2 separate regions of the Arabidopsis thaliana genome follow, and region 2 is linked to region 1. The links are chromatin contacts, called in public ChIA-PET maps. All regions are on one chromosome and are shown on one strand. Each heading gives the region's core, a stretch centred on a gene start, on an enhancer-like site or on the middle of the called end of the contact. The rest is flanking DNA. Distances are from core to core; before and after follow the strand shown.

Evidence for each region. ChIA-PET counts read pairs in DNA pulled down with a chosen protein or histone mark.
Region 2: an H3K4me3 ChIA-PET map of shoot shows a contact between it and region 1, with 22 read pairs. The contact joins the promoter of AT2G39805 here to the promoter of HESO1 in region 1. A contact is called at or near these places in 4 of 26 Hi-C or Micro-C datasets (cotyledon, leaf and shoot) and 1 of 2 datasets of contacts at active chromatin or transcription factors (shoot).

The regions. Positions count from the first base shown.
Region 1 is chr2:16,572,323-16,578,299 of TAIR10.1, reverse strand. It overlaps HESO1 (Nucleotidyltransferase family protein), which reads right to left and starts at 2,548. Exons shown (of 9, transcript NM_001336793.1): 1 at 2,200-2,548; 2 at 1,912-2,063; 3 at 1,481-1,645; 4 at 1,159-1,337; 5 at 972-1,067; 6 at 799-868; 7 at 572-702; 8 at 348-458; 9 at 1-240. The coding sequence starts at 2,050. It overlaps RCA (rubisco activase), which reads left to right and starts at 4,608. Exons shown (of 7, transcript NM_179989.3): 1 at 4,608-4,999; 2 at 5,484-5,800; 3 at 5,892-5,977. The coding sequence starts at 4,955.
Region 2 is chr2:16,611,231-16,617,286 of TAIR10.1, reverse strand. AT2G39805 (Integral membrane Yip1 family protein) reads left to right here and starts at 4,733. Exons shown (of 6, transcript NM_179991.3): 1 at 4,733-4,987; 2 at 5,461-5,518; 3 at 5,618-5,698; 4 at 5,889-6,054. The coding sequence starts at 4,934. HOS1 (ubiquitin-protein ligase) reads right to left here and starts at 4,510. Exons shown (of 10, transcript NM_129540.5): 1 at 4,257-4,510; 2 at 3,730-4,120; 3 at 3,310-3,444; 4 at 3,044-3,219; 5 at 2,154-2,555; 6 at 1,877-2,035; 7 at 1,281-1,772; 8 at 725-862; 9 at 1-510. The coding sequence starts at 4,346.

The sequences.
Region 1 (5,977 bases), core at 1,299-3,798:
CTGACCATGCAGATTACGGACATTGTGCATACCGTTTGCATGATGTTGACTTGGGAGGCTTATTGTTCTGTACAAAGACTCTTGAATGTGTTGCCCTGTCAGAATCCCTATGATGGAGTTTCTGTTACACTCTGAGACAAGACGGCGCGATGTAATCTGAAATACTTGAGCTATTCTGTCCAAATTTCTACGGCTCACACTCCTTGCAGCGTTCACCGGCTGCTCAAAAGGATCTTCAACCTGAAACACACACCATTCCCACATGTTAGCCGGGAGACTCACATGGTGCCATAGAGATGAATATAACTCAACAAGAGGTTAAGAGAAAGAAAGAGAAAGAGACTAACAAAGAGTGAGTATGTCTTTGGCAGCCATGTAGTGTTGCTGCTTATAGTTTCCCATCTTCCAGTAAACGGGCAAACACCGAACTCTTGGGCCTTCACGTTTATGTCTGAAAACTGATAGATACAGCCACACAGCAAAATCAAGATACTAATTTCTATCAAGAGCACTTTAGTGGATATTATTAAGGGAAAAAAATTAAAGCTAGAATGTATGAGAAATCAATCACCTTTGCAAAAAAAGAGACCAACAGCTCCGAGAGCGAGCTTCGATTGACTGATTTTGCTCTCTCTGATTTAAATCTCGCAATATTAGCAGCAGTAACTTGCGCTATGCTTTCCTCTGCAGTTTTCCGTACACCTACAAGACACCATACCGCTAAAACTTTTGTCCCTTTACCCCAAAAACACATATATTTTGTGTGGTTTGGCTTCAAAACCTTTTCATTGAGCGTACCTGTCAGATCATCAACCGCACTCTTCGGATATATCACTCTTAGAGGCGGCAAGATTGCAGGCACACAAGTCTGCAACAAACAACATAGAACATCTTACTATGGTTTCTAATGATGCAGTAACTGCAGAAGGCTGAAGGCAGCAAAATCTATGAATACAGAACAGCTATCTTACCTGAAAATGGAAGATGACTAACAAACTGAGAGAGTAAGAGTTGAAAGTCCCGGTCTTTGAGTCGTTGATATTATGAGCTTTCGCCCATTCCTTCACCTACAAATGTAGAATACACGAGGTAGATACGTTTAGAATCAATTAAACCTTTGGAAACACACAATATGGTTTTATTTGCATGTTAACTTACTAGCAAAACCAGGTCGCGGAATCTCCCATCTATTTCACTGATCCAGAACAAGAACCTGCTCTTCAAAAGCCCATCCAGGTTATCAATAGAAATGTCACAAGAAATTCTCTGGTGGCCGCTCACTACTTTCAGAATAGGAACTCGCGCATGAATAACAAATTGCAGTTTGTACCATAGACCTGTTTTTTGAATGATAATGGATGTGAGACAAATCGGCACATGAAATAATACTTAAACTACTTAAGTAGTATATAAGGTAAACAACAGTGAAGCAAAGAGAAAACCAAAAAAAGAAGAAAAAAATAGAAGCTAAATGAATCACCACTCGCTCTCAGTGCTCGTAGTAAATGTCCGAGTAAAGTTTGTTTCTGCTTCTTTCCAGTGAACAAGATGGAAGAACCGCTGAATAAGTCAACAGAGATATCTAAGTCTCCCCATCGTGTGAAGAGATTTGACACAAAGGATCCAAATGGTTGAACAGTAGCACCTAACAATCACAGAACCAGACAACGAGCGGCTATAAGCATCACATGAAATAATTTGTTTCCAGAACGAGAATAGTGCGAAAGAGTAACATGAACCACTTCTACTATTCTGCAGCTACAATTCCAGCAGATATTACCTTACTGAAAGCTCGAAGTATCTCACTTTCATATCCAATATCATAATCACATCCATGGCTGGTATGGTTCAAGGCAGTACTAGACAGTAAGAAAAATGGGAGAAGCACAAAAGTGCATCAAGAGTCATCACCTCTTAAACATTCTACGGATTGTAAGACGTCACGCAACTGATCAATGACTGTGATCCTCGTATCCCTATCTGCTCGTGTGGGTTTAATCACTTGAAGAATTTCTTGAAGAGTAGGATCCAGGAAAGGGTTTCTACTCATCGTCTTGCTCCCTCTACAATAACACCAAACACACATTGCCAAGTTATCTCAAAGAAAACATCATGCAACAATAACACAAGGACTTCACAAGCTCCAATCAAAGTAAATTCTTGAGATTAAAGGTTCAGTTTTTCTGATATCTTGCTCACTTACTACTCCAAAGGAACAACCTTTGTCACTAAAAGCAAGATTCTTCATTCTCTAGACCCAGTGGCCCACATTTTAGTATCATCAAAACTGTGAAAACTCTACCCAAAACCTTACAAAATTCCTAATAAAAAGAATCAGTGAGTACTGGGTTTTCACATCCACTGGACTTACAAAAGGATGATTCGAAGGAGATGAAGAAACCTTTAGCCCAAGAACCCAGAATCTAATTCCAATCTAGGGTTTTTCTCTCCCAAATCAGTAATCCGTACCGAATCACCCAACTTGAGAATGCTCGGAGATAATTTTAGCGCTCGCAGGCGAAGACAATGAAAAGTCTTTGGAAGGTTTACTTTATTTTATTCAATGCGACGAAGGAAACACTTCTTTATTTCATTTTATTTAATGAATGATGTGACCATCTTTTTTAGGAACCAATAACATTATTACAAAATATACTATAGAAAATTGTTGGATTTTTAAAATCAATGCTAAATTAAAGGGTATATATTCAATCAAATATTTTGAGATAATTTATTTTACATATTAAAAAAATTGCATGTTATTTGATCATAGATTTTACAAAGTCATATTAAATATGATGTTAATGGTTAGTATTTGTAAATATCTCTTAAACCCTAGTTATTAAACTGATGAATTTTCTTTACATCTATTTTTATTAGAAACATTTTAGACAATGTTTATTTATGATTTTGATGTGGTTGCATACTTGCATGCACATGGAAAATTATCCTTTTGACAAAAACTAGTTGGCTTTCTTCTTTTTGTTCAATCTTTTATCCTCCTCTACACATTGTCTCATATTTTATTGCAATGGTAACCTCAACTCTTTTTACAGTTAAACCTCCATAAATTAATACTCGATAAATTAGTAACCTCTATAAATTAATAAATTCACCAGATCCCAAGTTAGGACCAATGTAAAAAGTGTAACACATCGATAAATTAATAAGATAATAACTTTTTTGAAAGTCCTATGTAAATATATAGTCTCATCAATATCATAAATTAATAATTGCATAAATGTATCAACTATATATATACATTATATGTAAGAAATGTTTTTGATTTTTTTTTACTTAAATTTGTAGTTATTCTTATTTGAAATTTAGTTCTAATGTGTTACTGTATCAAAAAAAATTTGGTATTGTTTTCTAGACATGATATAATTTTGTACTTGTAATTGATTTTAGAAAGATATTTTCTATAATGAAAAAAATCTTATAAAACTTTTTAAAAAGTTACCAAATTAGGAAAATTTCTCTATAATTAAAAAATATTAATTTATCGATAAATTAAAACCTTTTTAAATTAATAAAATTTTGCAGTCCCAACATTATTAATTTATAAAGGTTTTACTGTACTTCATTTTCTAACCTCAGTATGTTAAAAGTCATGTATGTGTACTAAGAATCAAACCTGGCACGCAAACTTTTGCTAATTTTGTCACATACAGTTAACATTTAGCATTGTGCGAGTAGCTCCACCACATTATTATCAATCGTTTGGTTCTTCAACATGTCTTATATATGGATCAATAATAGTTTAATATCATATCAGTAATCTTTGTTCTCTTGTCTTGCATGTAGAACATGTACATATTGCTTCGTCGGCAGCGAATGAAGCCTAAAATTAAAATTTGGTTTTGTCCATTGATGATATGATGGCTCGTTCCACATGAGAGAATGGTTGAGAAAACTGAAAATAATGAAGAGGATGAGAAATTATAATGATCAGACAAGTGAAGTGTTTCATTTTATAGCTTAGTGTAGAAAACGATTGCTTGTGATTGTGAATATATAGTTTTAGATGAGTTGTTTTTATAGTAACTTTGAGGGAACAATAAACTATGATATAGTTATCATTTTTATTTTAAAACAAGTAAATTCATATGAATTTCTGATATATTCATATTTTCACTATGAATTTAAACACTATAATCTTATTTCATATTTTAGCATATGATATTTTGCATGATGCTATCTTAGCCTCGACTATCTTTACTTCATCTTCTAAACTATATATTTATCAAATCTTACGTATGCATTGCATCACTTGTTTTTACATTTTGTGTAAAGAAAAAGTTGCATTAATTAGTTTTTAGCGGTTTAGTACAATATGGTTAATTTGATAACCACATACTTGATACCTGTTGTATCTAGAGTTGTATATAACAAAATTAGAATTATATTCTATTGGCTAAGCCAATTTCTCTCCACCAATCAGTTTACATCGGTTATTTGGAACATTATTATCGATAAGCAATGTCATTATCCAAAATTTTGGAATGTTATCGTATGAAGAAGAGTGTAGAAGTATCTTGATCACATATGAATGGCTTACCTCAATCCTCAAAAAAAAAAAAAAAAACAATGATTTTCCAAAGCATATGTGGTAATAAATAATGTTATAATCTTCACTTGAAAAAAAAAACAAATCCATTGGCACAGATTAGCCATTTGACGACAACCTCATAAACATATTCCACGTGGACCAATCAAAATAGAATCCTCCTAATCATCTTCCTCGTGGCAACTTGGCCAATCCGCATCGTGTGGCGATCAGAGAGTTAAGCCTTGAAGACGAAGAGATAACGAATTGGTTGTTGATCACTCGCTTTATAAATCTCTCAGTTTCTTGCTCACACCAACATCTCTCTAAGCTTCTTCTTCTACCAATCTAATTCCTCTCTTCAGCTTCTTGTGTTGTGACGCATACTCGTCGCAGTCTTGAGATATGGCCGCCGCAGTTTCCACCGTCGGTGCCATCAACAGAGCTCCGGTACACTTCAATCTCCATTAGTGGTTTAATGTTACTTTTAACATAATCTTAACGCTTTGTGCTTATCCACCACTTGAATAGCTTTGGTTTTTACAAATATAGCTCAAGAATTTGATCGTTTGAATCACTTTGAGATTCTCTGACAGAACAGAAGAATCAGGACTTTAACTAGGAAATCTAAAGATACTTTGATGCTTCTTTTATTCTCTACTTGTGAACTATAGATTTAGTAGATGTGTTTAAATCGATGTATAGTAATTGAACTGAAACTGTAGAGACTACTACTACTCTTTAGTCTTCAGGACTAGTCTATACCTTGAGCTATGTGAACCAAATTAAAGTTTATTCCCCGGTTTGGTTCGGTTCAGTTCCTGATTGAGCGCCTTTTATCCTTAGGAATAGTCTCTAAACCGGTTCTTGAACCATATAAACCAAACTTGAATTCATGATTGGTGATTGAACTGTTTTTGTGTGTGTGTTGCAGTTGAGCTTGAACGGGTCAGGATCAGGAGCTGTATCAGCCCCAGCTTCAACCTTCTTGGGAAAGAAAGTTGTAACTGTGTCGAGATTCGCACAGAGCAACAAGAAGAGCAACGGATCATTCAAGGTGTTGGCTGTGAAAGAAGACAAACAAACCGATGGAGACAGATGGAGAGGTCTTGCCTACGACACTTCTGATGATCAACAAGACATCACCAGAGGCAAGGGTATGGTTGACTCTGTCTTCCAAGCTCCTATGGGAACCGGAACTCACCACGCTGTCCTTAGCTCATACGAATACGTTAGCCAAGGCCTTAGGCAGTAAGTTCTCATCTCTCTAGATCTCTCATTAGTTCCATAAAGATTTTGGAGTCTTTGGTTTTAAAAATTGTCTTTACTTCTTGAAATATAGGTACAACTTGGACAACATGATGGATGGGTTTTACATTGCTCCTGCTTTCATGGACAAGCTTGTTGTTCACATCACCAAGAACTTCT
Region 2 (6,056 bases), core at 3,484-5,983, 37 kb before region 1:
TGTCACGGGATTGTTAGCTGTGATTCGGCGGAGATAAGGAGAGCTCATATTATTCTCTATGTATCTATCAACATTTACTTCTGGAGAGGATTCTTCAGTCCTTTTCCCTTGGAGCTGGCTGTTCCCACGAGCTCTATTTAGATCTTTGAACGGAGTTGACATTTCACCGAATTTCAGATTCTTGGTTACGCTTCTAACTTCACTCTTTTGTCCTCTATTTGCGTTTGTAAATAACCTTCCATGTGAAAGATCATGGGACGCGTTTCCTATCATATGACCAGGTTGAAAAGGACTGCCATTATTAGCCACTGGCTCTCTAGCTCTGGCATTGTTAGCACTTTGGAGAAAAACGGAATTAGTAGTGGCAAAGGGAACTGAAGAAGTAATCATGTCAGGTGCATCAGGAAGATCAGATTTTTTTGCTCCTTCAGAGGCATCTTCCATCTCAGAAAATTGTCCAGATCTAACTTGCTGCTGCTGAATTACTGGAAGTATATCTATGGCTCTATCCTGTTTCAAAGGAGCAGAGACACGGGAGGTTTAAATGTCCAGTTAAAAAAAGCCAGTATCAAGTAATATTGTACATTCAAGTTTCAGAATACTAGACAATCCTGCAAGCATCAACAGGTTATTAAGCACTAAAACGCAAATGTGAGGATGTAGCCTTTAACAAGGAACTATGGAAGGATCCACTTGTACATGGAAAGTTGGCTGAAATACTTACAACTAACTCTTTTCTCCAATGACTCTGTGATCGCATTCTGAACATAACTTCTTCCCCAATTTGATTGTCGGATACGAAAGCCTCTTCGATTTTCTGAAGCCTAAGATCGACTTGGTATGCCTGGATGTAACGGTAGCGCTGCAGCAATGTGAACAACCAGTAATTTCTAGTCAAAGAAAGACCATATACAAAAGATAATAACTTTCCAGAAAATAAGCATGGTCTATAGTGATGCAGTTTCCCTGGTTGTTCAAATAATTTCATGCTTGTTAACCAACATCCCAGACTACACCAAGCTCGAATTATAAAAGATTGTTGAAGCCACACATCAAATACGAGAACATATACCAGTCTCTATAGAATGAGCTAATTCTATACAGAGCCATCATTGAGATCCCTTATTAAAATTTTCAATATGTAGCTTAAAGCTCGGGAGGTTTAAGCTGCTGTCTAAATATCTATTTGCCTGTTGCTAAAGCTATTCTCGTTCTGAAAAACAATTCTCAGCCCATTGTTCAAGTGAAGTTATTTAAAGTTTGAAAATATAATTACTTACCTGAAGATAAAAGACAACCAAGAGACTACCCACAGCTGATGAGGGGTCATCAGTTGCCGAATCTAATAAGCATCTGTGCAGATATTTCTCCTCATCTGGGTTCCACGGTAACTCAATGATTCGATCAACCAAGTTTCTCCGAATAGAAAGACAGCAGAATTCATTGACAAGTATCTCCATCCATTCCGTCCAACTCCAGATGTCTAGATCATCAGACGCATGTTTCACAGCTCCATTTTTCAAATTATTTTCCTTTACTTTCAAGCAGAGTGTCCTTTGGTATGTGAATGCTTCACTCAAAAGACCACATTCCACTCTCACACGAAGAGCTGTGACAGCTTCACCAATTGAAACCAATTCTGATACACCATCACGACCAGACCAACGCAAGACCATAAGAGCTGTTTCAGGGTTATCCCTTTCTAACAGGACTTGCGCAACTTTGGGGTAGGTTTCTGGACCGCATATTTCAGGTAGAATCCTACAAGCTTCCTGAAATATAATTTGGAAAGTTTGTAAGCTACACCAATTAATAAATGTATGGCACAATAAAATACACGTTTCTATAAGTTTTCCTTGGGAATGCCAAAAGATACCTGGAGTGCCTCCTCTGAGTGATCATCGAGAAGATAAAATACAAAAGACTCCAGCAATGAATGCCTCGTTATGCCAAACGTAGCAGCAAAATCATCTATAGTGTGCTTCCAATATTTTTCAGGGGTAGTCCAATGCCGATCAAACAGGTAGTAAAGAAACTATCTTCTGGTTAAGGAAACCAGCGTAAAGGAAAAACATGGGAATGTTTCCTGATTCAAGTATTCATTAAAAGTAAAGTGCAATGTAATGTGAAACTAGGCGATGACAAAAGGATACAATTGCTTGCTTCGCAACAACCAAATCTGAACCGCCATGTAAAAAGAGCATGTCAGCAGCAGTTCTAAGATTCTCAAATGGATAAGATCCTGAAGTTCCCTCTATTTTGGACCTAAGAAATGATCTCTTATCCTTCTGTAAACGTCCAACTTCTAGGTCGGCACCTATTTCCTGACTGTATTCTGGCTCTCTCTCAAGATTTTCTAAAGCATCCTCAATAAAGAGGGAAGCACTCTGTACACTGCAATCTGAAGACTGGTCTACAGCATCAGGCCATGCACGCTTAACTGCATTTGATTTTCTTTCCCCTACCAGTGCATTCCACGATGTGAAATTCGAATATCGAGACCTCACATCATCCAGAAATCCATGTCTGATGCACCAGACCATTATGTCCAAATGCTGAAATAAAATAAAAAGAATAGGGTAAGCACACGTAAGCTCAGTGATCTTGCACCAATAGCTAAAGAGCTGATCTATTTAAAACACTCTCTGGTCAGAAGCCATAAGGTTATACTCATTTACTATTCAGTATGTCATATAAAGATAGGTTACATATACCCCATCTACATTCACTAATATGCAATGACATTAAAAAAGAAAAGAAGAATAAAGTCACAAAGCTAGGGATAGAAAATCAGATCCAAGCTGATGATGGAAGACCATTATCGTGCCTTTCATACATCTAAATGCAAAGCTTTTACAGTACAAACTTTACTGCAAGCCGTATACAAAACAAGTAACTCATTCTATGACAGAGGCAAACTAAACATTAATGCACGTAGGAAACTTCAATGTACAACGGATATTTCTAAGGGGGATAAAGAGAGTTATTTAAGCATACTTTTGCAAAACTGTTTGGATATCAATGAAATGAAATCATGGCTGACCTGCTTTGTTTTACCAATGTTCTCTCTCAGCGTCTGCACATCTTGAAGCTGAGGTGACACAGAACCCTTAAAAGCTGATTCCATAACTTCGAGCACACTACATATGCCAGCCACCTGTTTGGAACACCTTAGGAGTTTATCTAACCACGCTTGCATCTCTTTTGTTTCAAGATTATCTGAGGGCCAATATTAAAGATAGACAGACCTTACGGTGCACAAATATACAGTCTTAAGAAACATAAAAATATTAACAGCTAAAAGGATACAGATTTCTTGAAGTTCAGCTAAGGTGCTCCGGAATGTACGCTTGACCCAATCCTTGACAACAACTTCATCCAGCAAGAAAGCAATGACCGGATCACTAGATACAGCTGTCTCATCCATACAGACATTGGTGATATCTATTAATTTTCTGTCAAGGAGATGTCAACTATGCATCCAACATAAAATACCTCTTAGAGAATGAATGACAAAAACACTATGCACATTTCGCCCAACAGAGACAAGCATGAAACAAGAACTACCTAAAAATACATGAACCTATCAGTACAAAACTCCCCATATAAACACAGTTCCTAATAGCACAAGCATACGAATCTAAAAGAAATTCATGAAAGTATCAAACAGGAAACTAAAAGACTAAATGCATATATCAGACACCAAGCATAAATGCAACTGAAGGATACAATGGCAAACCACCGAGATCAAATTATTGTTCATAGCAACATCAAACAGAGAATAAAGGCGATGAACATCAGCTGCCAATTGATGTTCATCCTCATCCGAATCCTGTGACGCCTCTTCATGTGTTCGGGAAATCAAACCAGCTTCAACACACTCATAATAGAGACGAAGCCTAAGTCTATCTCCAAATTTTGGTAGCGTACTTCTACAGATAGGACAAACATCACACCTCTGACAACACTCTGTGCACAAGGAGGCATGACCACATGGATTCAACACATAGTTCACAAATCTTCCACAGCTAGCTAAGTCTCTTGTTGCACGACATCGCTCAACTTTTGCCTCATTACATAATTCTCTGAGGTTTATAGATGCCAAATGTTTCAACGCCTCCTGTAAGTTACAAACAATAAATTCGAAATTAACTCTAAGCTCTGCAAAACCCATTTTTTTAAGCTGAACCTAGAAATCCTAAGACCTGAGCTAAACTAATTCAGTGGAGAAATAAAAAGGTATAAAGCGGAAGAACCTGAACAGGCTTGCTACTGTAATTAGGCTGCGTAGGAAGAGATATCGATCTCGCGGCGGAGGCAAAACCGTTGATTTCTCTCGTATCCATCTACTCCGGTGACGAATACAAAAATGGAGGTAAAGAGAGAAAAAGCGTGGTTGGTGTTGGCGAGAGTGATAAAACCAGTCTAGGGCTCCGTTGAGCTTTCTCGGGAGGGAAGACGAAGAGAGGAAACACTGTTGAGTGAATTTCTCCTCAAACGGGTCAAGTCGGATTGTTTAATTCGGGTCAAATTTTAAATATGGGCCTTTCTTTTTGAAGTCTTGTGTGAATCTTGTGATTGTCTGGGCCCAAGTCGGCAAATCACGATTCGGGTCAAAATTTAAATATGGGCCTTTGTTTTTGAAGTCTTGTGTGAATCTTGTGATTGTCTGGGCCCAAGTCGGCAAATCACGTGTCCGAAAGTGAACAGCGCGTGTTTTACCGACTTGCTAAGAAAGCGCGTGGATCGTTCTTTCTTTAGTTTCTCTTCCTTTCCCAATTGCTTCCACGACGACGGAGGAGGAGAAGCAAACCCAGAAACCTTAAAAATTCAGAAAAAGGGACGACCTTTTTTCCGATCTTATCGATTTTTGAATGAGATTAGAAGAACCTATCTTCTAAGTTTTTCTTTGATATCTTTTTCTCTTTGATCGATGGATGAGTCGTTCGCTAATCTACAATCAAGCCATTTGCTTGGTTCAGTTCCGGTAAGTCTATATTACATCTATTGCTTCTTTCATTTCACCATCAATAAGCTCTTTGATTGAGTTTTTCTATGATCCTTGTTTGTGTGAAGGGAAAATTAACGTTTTTTGTTCATGCCATCATTTTGTTTGTTGTTCTGTCTCAAGTGTTACATTAGGAAGTAGAATTTTGAAACTTTTCAGATTTTTTTGTCATATTTTTTCGCGTCCACGATGATGCCTAAAGTCTTCACACTCATAGAACAATGGACGATTTCCTTATTTGCATTTCTGGGTTTCTATATTTGTTAAGGCGTTTTATTTAAGTTTTTTCACCATTTTAGGAGACAATTCGTATGAAAAACAAAACTGTATTTGAGTTTAAATGCTTGCATGATAGCTTCATTTTGGATTGAATCCGCTAAGATAAATGTTTTGAGTGAATGGATTGACTATCCCCGTGTTATTATGTCTGATACAAACATCTGTATTCTTAGGCTGTGATCAGCGACGACAAGAGAAGCACAAATGTACCAATAGCAAGCGTCAATGAAGGTGTGTTCTTTTGCTAGTTTCTGCTTGAATTATCTTTTGCAAAGAACTTTTCCGGTAGTGAAAGACATTGAGTGTTGTATGTCTTCTGCATTATTGCAGGCCCTTCTGCAAGCATGCAAATATTTCCACCGAATCTAGGAAACAATACAAAGGGTTATCAAACTCTTGAGAGCCCAACAGGTATATATGCTCCTTTTAGATTCCTTTTTTAGGAGATATTTTTATCTGTAGTCACCATGAATCAGTACAATGGTTGAAAGAATACTTGTGTGAGTCAACCTCGTTTTTCTTATGGATGTCAAGATCCTATATACCTTTGTTTTCACCTTGTTCTGTCTTATATGGTGATATATCTTATCTGCTCCAGTAGAAGGACCAGCACAACAGCCATCAAACAACTGGAAGGGCTTTTTTAATGTCTACTCATATACCCAATACTTCGACGTGGACACGGACGTTGTTTTGAACAGATTAATGAGCTCTTTATATCCTACTAGTGGAGATTTTTTCAACAAGATTGATGCAAACCCTGATTTGT